Linked DNA regions of Bicyclus anynana: region 1 is linked to region 2. The links are chromatin contacts, called in public Hi-C maps. All regions are on one chromosome and are shown on one strand. The core of a region is the stretch at or near the end of the contact, and the rest is flanking DNA. Distances in the headings are between cores, read along the strand shown.

Region 1 (7,196 bases), core at 3,396-5,895, 55 kb before region 2:
TATACGAAACTCGAGTGTTGTGTTTTTGGCGTAAAAAGGATTTTTGTGTTGTGGGCCCACTAGTTTCTTTATACCCAAAGGTGAGTTGGGGTAATAAAAAAATAATCCACCTTTTATTTTCGATTTGCAGTTTACTGAAAAATTGTTTATTTCGGATTCGGATGAATAATTTTAATTAATCATCGGCATTTGCGTCATGGAATGTAGACTGAAAGCGTAATTATGTTTTTGATTTATGTTTTGTGCTTATCCTAATGTAACCTATTCAGTATTTAGTTAGTTACTGTTGCCCAGTAAAACTCCAGAAAATATCTAATAGGTATCGAGATTTTCCGCTACGGTATCGATTCCGCGATAATAATATTTAATACTATAAAACCTATACAGCGTTTTTATTTTTTGAAGGACTTCCGAAAAATATATCGATACTTCAACATTACCCGTACCTGCTGAAAAAGAAAAACGCTTATAGCCGCGGGAAAGCTTTTGCTTTATAATTCGAATAGTAGTCATACAATGAATAGGAATATTAGAATAGATAGGTACATAGGTATTTAGATAATATGATGGGTTTTTTATCCAAAAAGTGAATACAAAAAGCCTCATAATATTAAGCAATATTCTTACATAAGAGTAATCAAATGTAACAAGTCATAAACATGTTAAGAGGGAAAGGGGCCGGAAGAATCAATTAAATATAATATTAATCATAATTGTTTTATTGCTGGCACACGGAATTCGACACAAACCGAAATGCGGTAGCATTTATACTTACCATGTAAGACACTTAAAATTAAAGGTATACTTCTTATGAAATTCAAGATAATATATATTAATGAGTAAATGAAATTAATACTTATGTTAGTATTTTAAATAATATAATATGTACCTACCTATATATTGACCTAAGGTGCTATAATTATTTATTGATATACCTACCTAGGTACTTACTAGGACTCCCGCGATATAGTCCGCGTAATATTAAGTTTTAACATAGGTATGCCGGGACCCGCGGAACCATAGATGTATTCAGGATAAAAGTAGCCTAGGTATATGTTGCTGAATAACTTCCTCTATTTTACAATGAAAGTCCGATTAAAACCGGTCCAGCCGCTCCAAAATACCTATAGCCTGGAGAAAGAAACAGAGAATCAAAAATTTAAAAAAGCTCGATTGTGTTTTAGATTAGGTACCTACCTTTATCGTATAAATAACTATATTATATAAGCATTTGATAAAACACAGAAGTTAGGAAGCTACTAAACTACTTCATCATCACATCAGCCGACGGACGTCTACTGCAGGACTTGGGCCTTTTGAAGGGACTTCCAAAAAACATGATCCTGAGCCGCCTGCATCCAGCGAATCCCTGTGACTTGCTTGATGTCGTTAGTTCTCTTGGAGGGGAATCGACCAACACTGCGCTTTCTAATGCGGGGTCGCTATTCCAGCACCTTGGAACACCAACGTCCAACGGCTCTTCGAACTATGTGCCCCGCCGCTATGTCGGTGACTTTGGTCCCTCTGCAAAGCTCCTCATAATCTGATACTCCGAGCATAGCTTGTTCGATCGCCAGGCAAGCAACACACTAAGGCTGTGTGCTGAGCCTTCTCATGAGGCCCAAAGTTACTTAATACATTTTAAATCAATCAGAATCAGATATTAAAATCATAATTACTCAGTAGATAGGTAGGTAGGTATGTCTAGTAACGATTAATATGCATAAGTCGATAGAATGTAACAAATTCCTTTCGCATGCATTTATAGTTTTTGTTAGCTATTCGATAAATCACTGAGTTTATAATGGGTTCGATTTTATGCATCAGTTCCTAGTAGGTGATAATAATACGCTAGGAAAAATAATATTTTTTTATGACAACGGAACGTATCGTAGTTATATCAACCCATATTCGGCTCACTGTTGAGCGTGAGTCTCCTCTCAGAATAAGAGGGGTTAGGCCATTAATCCATGCGCTGGCCCAATGCGGTTTAGCAGACTTCACTTCACAGAGGTTTCCTCATTATGTTTTTCTTCGCTATTTGAGATAGGTGATATTTAACATTTTCATTACAAAGATCAAATCTAAAGCTATAGCTTAGCTTAGCAATTTCGTTCGTAATACTCCCGATGGTCCGCGCAGGTCGGGGTGCGTGTAGCGATGAATGAAAAACCCACGACTGATTCTCCGCAAACACGATTTCACACCCGCGCAGTCATTCCCCCCGTCGCCCGCATATAATGAGAGTCATCAACGAACTTGCCAGACTATAGTAATAAATCGAACAATACGCACCAACAAACAATAGATAATAGAGTAATGCAGTTACAGACGTAAGGGTAAGCGTACTAGCGTATTGGTGTTAATGCGGCGCAGAAAGAGGTCGCGCGTAACGAGATTGGAAATACTATCCCCTAGCGAGGTGTATAGCTACAGCCCCAATAGCTCAACAGTTAAAGGGTGTCCGAAAGGTTCTAGTTCCAATGCCCGACCCAAGTACATCAAGTAAAGTGTTTTTCAGATAGCATGGGTGCGGTGACAGTTCGTTTCACTCTTGAAAGTTTGCCGCGATTCACGATAATAGTACGTATTATAAACGTCGTATAAGCAACTGTCACCGTACCCATGCTATCTGATAAACACTTTACAAGGCTTTTTTCCTTACACCAGCAACAAACAACCTGACTCTATCATTTTTACATGTTTTCCTTTTGTACGATTTGCTATGTAATTACCCTTGTCAAAAACCTAATGCTGCGAGCTATTTTGGTACAAGTTTTGAAAATGACGGGTTATTTTTTATTGTTAATTGATTTTCCATAATGTGTGAACATCATAAATTATCATTATAGACACATTGGCGTCAGAGAAGTCATTTGATTCAAATCAATATGTTTTGTTATCAATCCAACATGGCGGACGATAACCTTTCGATAACAAACACTTCACGATAAGTGGTTACAGGAATTATCGCGCGGACTCAATCGTGAACTGAATAATATTGTTTTAATTATCAGAAAAATGATAATAATTCCAATTTCTTGTCTAGTTTTGTAATTATGAATATTTCTACGTAATATGTTTGAAAATATCAAGGAAATATCTCTTCCGGGGAAGTACGTACTAGGCACATATCACCAAGTAGAATCATTATGTTTCTGTCTTATGCCTCTGCTACACTACACGAGTAGTGTGGGAAGTAACGAGGAAATTGAGCAGGGAAGTTGTGTGCCCACGTTACTCGTCCTGCTGTATCTCCGCAAGTAGAGCAGTACTGCTAAGGATTATAGCGTCAAGATCGCGGCAACGCGAGGAGTGTAGTGAATACCCGGGCTATGGGTATTGTTGCAGGAGATGACAGGCACAGGACAATCATGACCGAGATTCATGGTAAAATCACTGCTCTCTGATGTATTCTGCATAGACACAACAAAACTAACATGTTAAAGACAACATGAACTTAACATCCTTAAAACAAAGTCACTTCCCGCAGTCTGTACGCCTCAATCTTTTAAATTACGCGACAGATTTTAATACAGTTTTATTAATTTATAGATTCAGTAAAAAGTTTTTGTACGTGTATAATACAATAATAATTTTCATGCACACGAAGTCACGGGCAGCCGCGATTATTTTAAACTAGCCGATGACACTCACAAAGAACGTCGCATTCTATTGGTTAAAGAATTTTCAAAATCCGTTTAGTAGATACCACCTACAATCCACCACAAACCTCTATAAACTCGTAATGTTAGTATAGAAGAGCTACCAGCTGCTGTTTCTATTTCCGACACAGAATTCGAACCCAGGCCCTAGAGATCCGAATGCACACAAGGCTAACCATTGTACCAACGAGTCAGTTAACCCTTAAAACGATTTAAAACTCCGATGATTATGATGACGTATGTGCGTCAAATGAAGGTCGCTCCGACACCTCGCCAGGGCTCGTAAACACTCGTTCATGAAGTCATTATCATTACTGTCAGTCACAAGTTTGGGCACTTCCGACCTTGCCGCCCGGAAGACTAGCCCTGCCCTCCGGCGGGCGCTGACATTTTGTACGTTGATATTTATTAAATTGATTAATTATAATATTTGAAGCCGTAATGTGTAAATTAGGCACGTTATTATGTGTTTACTGGTAGCTGCAATGTTTATTAATAATGTGTTTATACTTGTAGCGTTGGTAATGAGGCTTGATCACGCTAGTTGTTGTCATGATGAGAGAGTTTATAACTTCAATACTGTACTGTAAACAGATCTATTTTATTCCTAAAATACTTTAGGGTATGTAAATCCCTATGTACAGTCCAGTGATAATTTGGTTGATTTACTGTAGGTAACATCACAATTTTTAAGTTTAATATGTGCGACATTCAAATAAGACATATCAAAAAGCTTTTGAAGATTGGTCAGATGGTCAGAGAGAAAGAGTTTGTGACGCATTTATACCTAAACCACTAAACAGATATCAAGAATATATGTCACCAATGAAAAGGAACATTATCAGTGAATAACAAGCTATATTTAAACTCGTAATCCTACGGGAACGGGAAACACGCGGGTGAAAAAATAATAAATATGAGACAGTGATAACAATACGAAGTGCATTAAGTCGCGAACCGGCGGAACCTCGCAGTATTTGTGTCGCGACGGACGCACCGATGATTGCTGGCCCACTGCCGTACCGTCCGCAGACAAACATACTGATAGATAACAATAATATTATTTTAATTAAATTGAAAATTCCAAAAACAAAAAAAACAAAGACAAATTCCACTTCTGATTACTTGGAGTTGGAAGAATTACTATACCAGTCATAACTAACTCCATTTTCAACACATTGTTATGTTTTGTACATATTTCATACGTATACCACCACGTCTCATTCCCATAGGGGTAGACATGGACCACGTCGTTCCACTTGCTTGATCCTTGCATCTTGCATATCTCCCTTGCTTCTTTCACTGGTACTCTTGACCGCCTCGATAAGAGTATGCTCGATTTGGTTCAGGAACGTTCGCCTTGGCCTTTCTCTTCCGTTCACACATTCTTGTTAGTGTCATTTCATTCATCCTCTAATGCCCTAATCTAAAGCCTAGCTTAAAGCCCAAATCATCTCTTGGCATAGCTGTCTAGATTTTGGTCAGTAAAAACATTAATTTTGCCGTGGTAAAGAATTTGTGTGACAGTGATAGCCCAGTGAGATAGATATGACCTCTGCCTCCGATTCCGGAGGGTGTGGGTTCGAATCCGGTCTGGGCATGCATCTCCAACTTTTCAGTTGTGTGCATTTTAAGAAATTAAATATCACGTGTCTCAATCGGTGAAGGAAAACATCATGAGGAAACCTGCATACCAGAAAATTACCTTAATTCTCTGCGTGTGTGAAGTCTGCCAATCCGCATTGGGCCAGCGTGGTGGACTATTGGCCTAACCCCTCTCATTCTGAGAGGAGACTCGAGCTCAGCAGTGAGCCGAATATGGGTTGATGACGACGAAAGAATTAGTACACTTAGTATAGAATTGCCGTGTTTCGATCTTTAGTTATGGTTGTCGGTAAAATCACAGGTACATGATGCCTTTAATGCCTCAAGTTGAGTTCCACAGGACATTGTAGGAAGTGTCTCTTGTATGCCTTACAAAGTGTTGCAAGGTGTAGAAGTTTTCCACTTACATAATATCAAGTGCTTGTCCAGACAAGTGTTATTTAAAAATCACATTATTTTTCTATAATCTCCAATGTCCTGCTGACCGTCCGTGCGTGTGTGACAGCGGAAGTTAGCGGAGCGTGGAATATTGCGCAACTCGCTAGCGACTCGCTTTGTCTTACATCCATCGCTCGTCGGTGCCACTGTCCTACTTTAGTAGTAACTTTAAAACAATAATAGCTCAATTGGCACAGGCACCTATCGTTAAGACTTGGAGAAAACGTCAAGCGCGATTTCTCCAGGGGTTTTAGTAGCTTTACTTTATTTGCCTGGTTGTTTATATCTGTTAAATAAATCTGTCAGAATAAGCAATCCTTTAATAAAGTAGACGAGAAAAAAAATACTCCTGATCCTGAGAATTACCTCAATATTACAAATTTAACTATAAGATGCAAAAAAATCATCATAACCAGCGTATTCAGTATGAAATGAAATACAAAGAGGCATTGTTTTAACAGAGGATATCATAAATGATTTGTCTGTTTGTTGATACAGATGTAGTTCTTCAACGCTTTAAATACTCCAAAATATCCGTGAATCACTTCAGTTACTGAGAACTTGCTCAGCAGTGAACGATGCTGAATAGCTACTAGGTACTACTACTGCGATATAATTGCGTAAAAGTGATTAATTCGCTTGTTATTTGGATCGAACAGTTGCAGACTCTGAATCAATAGTAATTTCCGAATACACGCTCTATGTTATAATGTTATTTTTGGTGTCAGTCGTGAATAGAGATTGTGGGTCAGTGTCAATTAATACACTTCTCACAATTGGTGTTGGGTTACGATCGTAAAAACCGCGGTTTGATATACTCGTAGCTCTTAAAATAATTTAGACCGAGCTACACTTTATTGTAAGTCTAAACCCATGTTATTGATAATGTTATTGTTTAATTTTTCCTTAAATGCTTCAAATTAAACAGTTAAGGCTTGTGTGTGTATGTGTATGTTTATAAAAACTACGGGACTGAGTGGACCCTTATCATTTTGGTTTTATTTTTAATATACACTTAAACAATACACACATCACTTCTTATGCCCAAAGTAAGCGTATAGTTACCGGAATAAGATAGCAGATTTTTATCTATTTATATACTGAATTAATACACCCAGACACTAGAAAACACCCATGCTCATCACATGAATGTTTTCCAGTTATGGGAATCGAACCACGGCCGTGGATGCAGAAAGCAAGGTCACTGCCCACTGTTCCACGCGGCCGTCCTCCAATTATCCTCCAGCGAAGGTTACACTGTACAGCAAACATAAAGTTGAATATTATGTCATAGTGACTATTCTGCATGTACAAAACAATAAGGGATCTAATAGTCATCCTTGCGAAACACCCGTACCTAATGGGTTTAAATTGATGACCGACGGTTTTCTGATTTAATTGGAAATTCTCGTGAAGCGTACCTAAACGACAAGGCTACCAGGCAAGGTCAAATAAATTTTCCATGATATCAAGTGGCCACTTAATTAC
Region 2 (6,797 bases), core at 731-3,230:
TGGTTTCCGTTTCCGTAGGAATACGGGAATAAAATATACTACACTCGGGGATAGTTTAGCTTCCCAATTGTGAAATTTTCAATTTGATTCAGTAGTATAAGAGCCTATTCAATGCAAACAAACAAACGACCAATGAAATCTTTCCTCTTATAATATCAGCCTATTATAACAGCTTACTACAGAAACAGGTCTCCTTCCTATATGAAAATAGGGGAGGAGATATGGAGCTTCTAGACAGCATGCTGCTACAATGCGCTGTTGGCGGGCTTAAGCTATATAAGCTTAAGCTATATATATCTTGGTCATACTTATTACTATTTACCATTTGATAGAAAATTTGACTATAATGGTAGATTGAAACATGGTCATCATAAACCCACCAATATCTATTAAAACAGCACGGCGGGTTTTAAATCCTCCTCTTTTATGAAGAAGGGGAGGCTTGAATTTCGAGCTTTGGGTACTCAACAATTTCAAATTAGAAAAGTTGGATTTTGTCTAGGTTTACTTGGCGTGATTTTTTTCCATATTGTTTTGTAATTAAAATTTAAATCGCAATGTTCGATTTTCTCTCTCATTAAAGATAATGACTATTTAGCATAAGATACGATCTTGTGTGGGACACTTTTGTGTAGATATAAAACAAATACATTTAGAGGAAATTTACTAAACACTGTAGGTATTATATTAAGATTTATTGCAAAACTGCTACTCCACGAAATCTTAAAATATGCGTTAGATTAAGTCAAGCAGTATAATATTTTAAATCTCGTACACGTTGCTCTAAATCACAACATTACATATCATTTCAAATGCAGATTACATCATTTCACGAATGATGTACAAACTAAAACATTCACACGACCATATTTGCGTAATTTGTGAAAAGCATGACTGACTGAGAAATTGACATAAGTTTGCATGACAGTAAAAAACCGAAAGCGTTGTAAGGTATAGGATTGTAGGTACCTACTTGTACAGTAGTTGTATTCTGTGGTTACATGGTAATACAAATAGTTGTGAATTAAGACTCTGCTGTTTATTACCATCAGTTTGATTTTATAGAAATGAATTGTATAATATGCATAACCTTACGCATTTATTGACAAATGTAAATTGTCATCATTATCAACCGATGGACGTCCACCGCTGGACATAGACCTCTTAAATGGACCTCCAAACACCCTCTCGAGCCGTCAGAATCCAGCGGTTTCCGCTTAATGTCCCCAGTCCATCTACTTTAAAAAGTAAATACTTAGTTTTAATTTTCGATTAGCATTTTTAAATTGTTAACGAATAATTTCTTCAACTTTTTTGTAGTTTTCTTAATATAACTCGACTTGTAACATCAGCGTTATTGATAAAAGGTGCTTAAAATTAGGTGCTTAAATACCAAGAGAAACATATTTTCTGTTTTTTTAGTTTTAAAATTGATTTTTTATTTAAAAAATAACTACCTGAGCACGATCGTGAAGACTTATTATAATTTTAGATCTTATCCTTCCTAGAAATACTAACAGAATTATTTAGCTCTGCATCCGTACCTCGGGCAAGTTCTACTTGAGAAACTGCGTCGTTTATTAAATTAAGTTCTCACAGCATATTTTAATCACGAGCCTTACATATTTCACGAAGATAACTGGACTCACTATCTGTGTGGCGAGATAAGTAAATTGGAATGACAAATGGTCGATTCGTGGACAAAATTGTTTTTGTACATTCTTTTTATCGGCGATCACAACGGCGATAACACCAAAAATGGCTAAATAAATTCAGATTATTCGTTGTCGCATTTTTAATTCGCTTCATTCATCACCAAGAAGTCACATTAAAGGGTACTCTTGACTCTTCCGCGTCTCTCGGGTTATCGGTGTCGTAAATCTGTTGATAGTGTGAATTTTCATGAGTCAGTCACCCCTGGTAGAAGGCTCGACCTTGCGTGCCGACTGCGCGACCTCTGGCGGCACGGGGCGGCAGGCTGCAGCCCTTATATGGCACATCTCGCGCCTGCGTGCGCCGCGATGGCTTCCAGGTCACGTGGCACATTAATTGCATCTAAATTTTCACATTTATCGCCGTCAAGTAGGAAATTGTTTACGTGCCTGCCCGTGCCCTTGTCACATACGTTCTTCGAGCTAAAGGTTTGATAATCGACGGCCGCGTCTCAGTGGCGCGCAATTATACTTGTAATGTAATCAATTAGCTGTTTCTGACATTCTGACTACTTTTGGGGTTTTAACCTTTTTCCAAGGGTTTGGTGTTGTCTTTCATATTGTTCATAATTGTCTTTATGCGGGTGTCAATGCCCTTCCTGATAATTTATTTTATACCCCTTAAAGGTAAGGAAACTTATCATAAACATGCAAGTCTTATGACTGCTTTTTATGGAACTCTGGAGGCATTACAGAGGTCAATGAACTTTAATACTATAGATAAAACCTTAAATAAATCGTTCGCTGAAAAAGTATGAATATTCCGCAATACAAATAAAGGTAATCGGTAACATAACAATGCGTTCAGATCCAAAGATAAGAGCGAACAATACGTGTAGCATTAGACGTTTGCCCATGGGACATGTCAATCTCTGCGATCTTTACAATGATTTATTGGATGTCCAATTTGTTGCGTCTACCATTTATAACCATTGTTCAGATGAAGTTAAAATAAATGATGTGGACTGCTACTCGAATTTACAAAGATTCGCATCAAGAGTCGATTGATTTCTATCTTTTGTTGTAACTAAGCTTTTAGTCTGGTCATAATCGGACAATACACCTAACCTAACATTACATTCGCGGGAAGTTTTGACTACTGCAGAAACAAAAGTTGAATTAAATTAGAAAAATATTTCTACTTGCCTATGAATAATGTTTGTTATGAACATTTTGAATTATGAAAACCTGAATATAATTAAAAGAACACACACTAATATAATTATATATACTAGACGATAATTTATTACGTAATACTGTGTAGGTAGAGGTCAAGCTGCACCAAGTGTTTGGATAATCAAACCGTTTCTAAGTGCACAATCACGAAATGTTTTCAATGACACTAATATCACTTCTTCATAGTCACCTCTATAAGTGGCTTGCGAACATTCAGATATTTGTCCATTCTCGTTACAGAATGATAGCACATCTGTATCTTTATAGAATTATGCAATATTGTCGCTAGTGCCAGTACAATCGTGCCTGTGCCTTGAGAATCTTGGGATAATGAAACTCTGACCTTGATCGATGACCTTGTTACTATTTTAATGAATCTCTCTATTTCAAAAATCAAAAAAATGGCTATAGGAAAACTTCAATACAGTAAGTAATTCACAGCAACAATTTTTATCGTGCATATATATATGTTTAAATGTACAGGGATAATATCTCAGTTGCAAAGTTAAGTTTCATTTTAAACCAGCCCATGTATTCGTTAGAGAAACCTTCGGTGCTTTCTACTAGTGGACGTATGTCACTTCGTCTCCCTTAGACCTCTTTAATCCGGCCCTCTCGCAAAATCCCTTCTTAGCACACGTCTACTACCTAATAACTGCCTCTCTGCCAGATTTGTGCGTCAAGCACTTTTCAATATTTCGTTATGGGTAACCTTTTGCTTTTAATTTTATAGTTGTAAACTGCATCATTGTTACGATCTGCTATTTTGATTATAGTTAAAGCAATAATCTCAACCTAGTCACTACTGGAGACGCGTTTATTGCCAGCACGGAGTTATATTTGAACTTGAGATGCACTTTAAACCAACACAAACATGTTGACATTCCCAAGCGAGTGATGCATCTGATTAAAGTCATTAAAGAGCCAACGAACGCGCCCTTTTAAGTGGATTCAAGTGATAAGATCACTTGGAGGATCAACTTCCTCGTCGCGAGGTGCCAATGTGTACTTTATTTAATTGTCCTTTATTAATTATTGATATTGACACCGCATTAATGTTAACAGGTTTTATTTTTGGGCGACACGTCTAGACTTGAGAATTTACAACGGCATTCCTTGTTGACTATAAATTTTACGCGTTTTCTGCATAATCCTTTTATATTTGAATTTGGAGTTCTGAGAAACTTCCTCGTCTTTGATTTCTCTGACATAAGTGTTTAGGAACTTATAATTGTCATTTGCTTAAAACGAGTCTCTTATAGATGGAATACAAATAATAGTTTCATGGTTGCGTTTAAGTTTACGACTTTATGGAATATTTCCTTGCAATAATGTATGACAAAACTTCAACACACACTTTAAAACAACATGCAGGCATGGATATAATATGTTAACATGCAGATTTAGAATTATCGGAATTTGAATTATAATTAATACGTTCGCTGCGCTGATACCTCCCCCTGGTGCGGAACGAGGTTTTTTGACCTCGTACTAAAACATTCTGGGGTTCTGAACGAGGTTTATCGACCACGTAATGTTTACGAGGTCAATTGACCTCGTTCCGCAGCGATCGTGTTAATAGAAATAGGCTCACAAAACTTCATCACGGTTAAGGGGACGGACTCCCATCGAGAGGTCATCAGTGTTACTTCTACTACTGCAGTTTATCCGATCGATCGACAGATCGGTCATAAATAATTAATAAATTAAATATAACAAATGTTACAAAAAAAATAGAAGTATCTAAGGTGTGTCAAAATGCGTAAGAAGCCTTTCTGGACACATCGACATTTTCCAATAAGATCGATACAGGTACAAAAGTTGCTATTGTAGATAAATTATTGGCTGTTTTAGTTTGAATTTCTTGCATTGATATTTATACGCCAGTTGGTGTGATATCGGTTTTTATCCTAAATACGGGTTATTGAATTGTCGTCAGTCGCTCGCCCTTGAACCGATGCGTCGGCAGGTTTCGGCGGGTTGTCGAACTCGCGCGCCGTGCGATACTGCTCCAGGGCAGCTTTTACACTTCCGTTTAAGCGTGCCACACACGGTCAAGTGTTCCGGCAAGTCTGCAGCGCGCAAAGAATTGTAGTAAAAAATTCCGAAATATCATTATCGGTATAGTCGGATCTCAAGGGGATCTAGGTTACTGAAGTTTCGGCAAATATTGTCTATGATTTTACGTGATGTCTGTGAATATTCTAGCCAAACTTTTTAACATTCTTTGAGCGTTGAGTACAATGTGGAAAGACCTTTAAACTTACAAGAAACACGCAGAAATCGTCGAGTGAGATTTATCAGGCAATATACGTTTATTAATAATATGTAATTAATTTATTTTTTAATACATTTACATTTTTAATACACGTATGTACTTCCTGATAAAAGCAAGCTGGTTGTCAACTGAGATACTGTATTTTTGTGTCTTTTAGACACGTTACAAAGGCTAGGTCCCTGTCACAAAGATGTGCAATGTGCATTGTTCACGTGAGCACAAAATAAAAGTCAAAAGTCAAAATTTCTTAATTCAATAAGTTGTGTGTCGCATTATATACAAAATATTGAGAGTTTGGACCTTTGAAACCGCCTACCAGTCGCAAATTTTATAGTTGCCAAACTCACTGACTTATGGTAGCTTTTATTACGAGTAAATCACGAAGGATCCTAGTCCGTTGTATTATTTATGAAAAAAACTTGTTTTATTATTATTCAATTAATTATAACTACACTTATTTACGTATTACTTTTTTTCTTTCATTAAAATCTTATTTTGTTTAATTCCATCATATAACCCGTGGCCAATCGATTCGGCTGCGATTCGCTAAATTACACGCTAAACGCTTCGCAGTACTGCAGCCGGCCTTGGGATCGAGTTAGCGGTTTTAGTATCGATTCATAGCTATTTCGTTCCCGTCTAATTGGTCATTGTTAGGTAGCTTAGCCACACATAATGAGGTCCAAGGTTCGGGTTACACCGACGAGAATAAAATAAGTTATTGAAATTTTGAAACAAAATATTTCTTGAAACCAAAATCTGAATCGTCACCTGGTACCCCTTGCCCTTAAGAGCACGTAAAGAAGTACGCGCCTTGAACACGAGAATGGCGAAAAATTACTCTAAAAATTCTAAAAAGTAATCGTTGCAGTATTTTTTTTTTTTTTATTCTTTACGAGTGAGCCCTTGATTACAATCTCACCTGATGGCAAGTGATGATGCAATCTAAGATGGAAGCGGGCTAACGAGGATGAAAATCCACATCCCTATCGGTTTCCACACGACATCGTACCGGAATGCTAAATCGCATAGCGGTACGTCTTTGTTGGTAGGGTGGTAACTAGCCACGGCCGAAGCCGCCCACCAGCCAGAGCTGGACCAATTAAGAAAACCTCAATCGGCCCAGCCGGAGATCGAACCCAGGACCTCCGTCTTGTAAATCCACCGCGCATACCACTGCGCCACGGAGGTTAGTTTACTACTAATGGTTGAAATTCAAACGCTTTTCAAATAAGTGAACATCTGTCTAAATTAAATGTTAAAGGATTTGTTTGTTTGGAATATGCACTAAAACTATCAATCAATGTTAAAAATTCTTTCATTCAGCTACATTATCAGCGAGTAATTTATCCAAGCTATATTTTATCCCTTTATTCCCATTGAATGCGAACTACACGGGTAAAACGCGGCGTTTTGCTAATTTATTACATGGACTTATTAGCTAGCTAGGAAGACATTTCCAAGTCCAGTGACCCTGTCCATTGTGCTGACTCGTCGGAGCACGTATGCTGAGCTATTCTAAGCGTCTCCAGGAAACATTCGGCTCGGCTCAGTTCTGCAAACATCCTTTGTGCTTACTACTCAAACATTTCTACTTAGCGCGACTTGTTACACAAACATATGGTAAACTT

What was found. Hi-C and Micro-C count contacts between places; a contact is called where the count stands out from the background.
Region 1: a contact with region 2 is called in a Hi-C map of whole larva, with 5 times the contacts expected there. The contact joins two enhancer-like sites. A contact is called at or near these places in 2 of 2 Hi-C or Micro-C datasets (whole body and whole larva).

What each region holds. Positions count from the first base shown.
Region 1 is chr8:17,461,945-17,469,140 of ilBicAnyn1.1, reverse strand. All of the region lies in intron 1 of LOC112048631 (GAS2-like protein pickled eggs), which reads left to right. Among protein-coding and RNA genes, the nearest start is that of Trnag-ucc, 53 kb to the right of the region's middle. Within about 2 kb of position 4,645, at least 5 of the 8 cell types and tissues checked have open chromatin away from gene starts, as enhancers often do.
Region 2 is chr8:17,405,029-17,411,825 of ilBicAnyn1.1, reverse strand. The region is part of intron 2 of LOC112048631 (GAS2-like protein pickled eggs); the gene reads left to right. Among protein-coding and RNA genes, the nearest start is that of Trnag-ucc, 4.4 kb to the left of the region's middle. Within about 2 kb of position 1,980, at least 7 of the 8 cell types and tissues checked have open chromatin away from gene starts, as enhancers often do.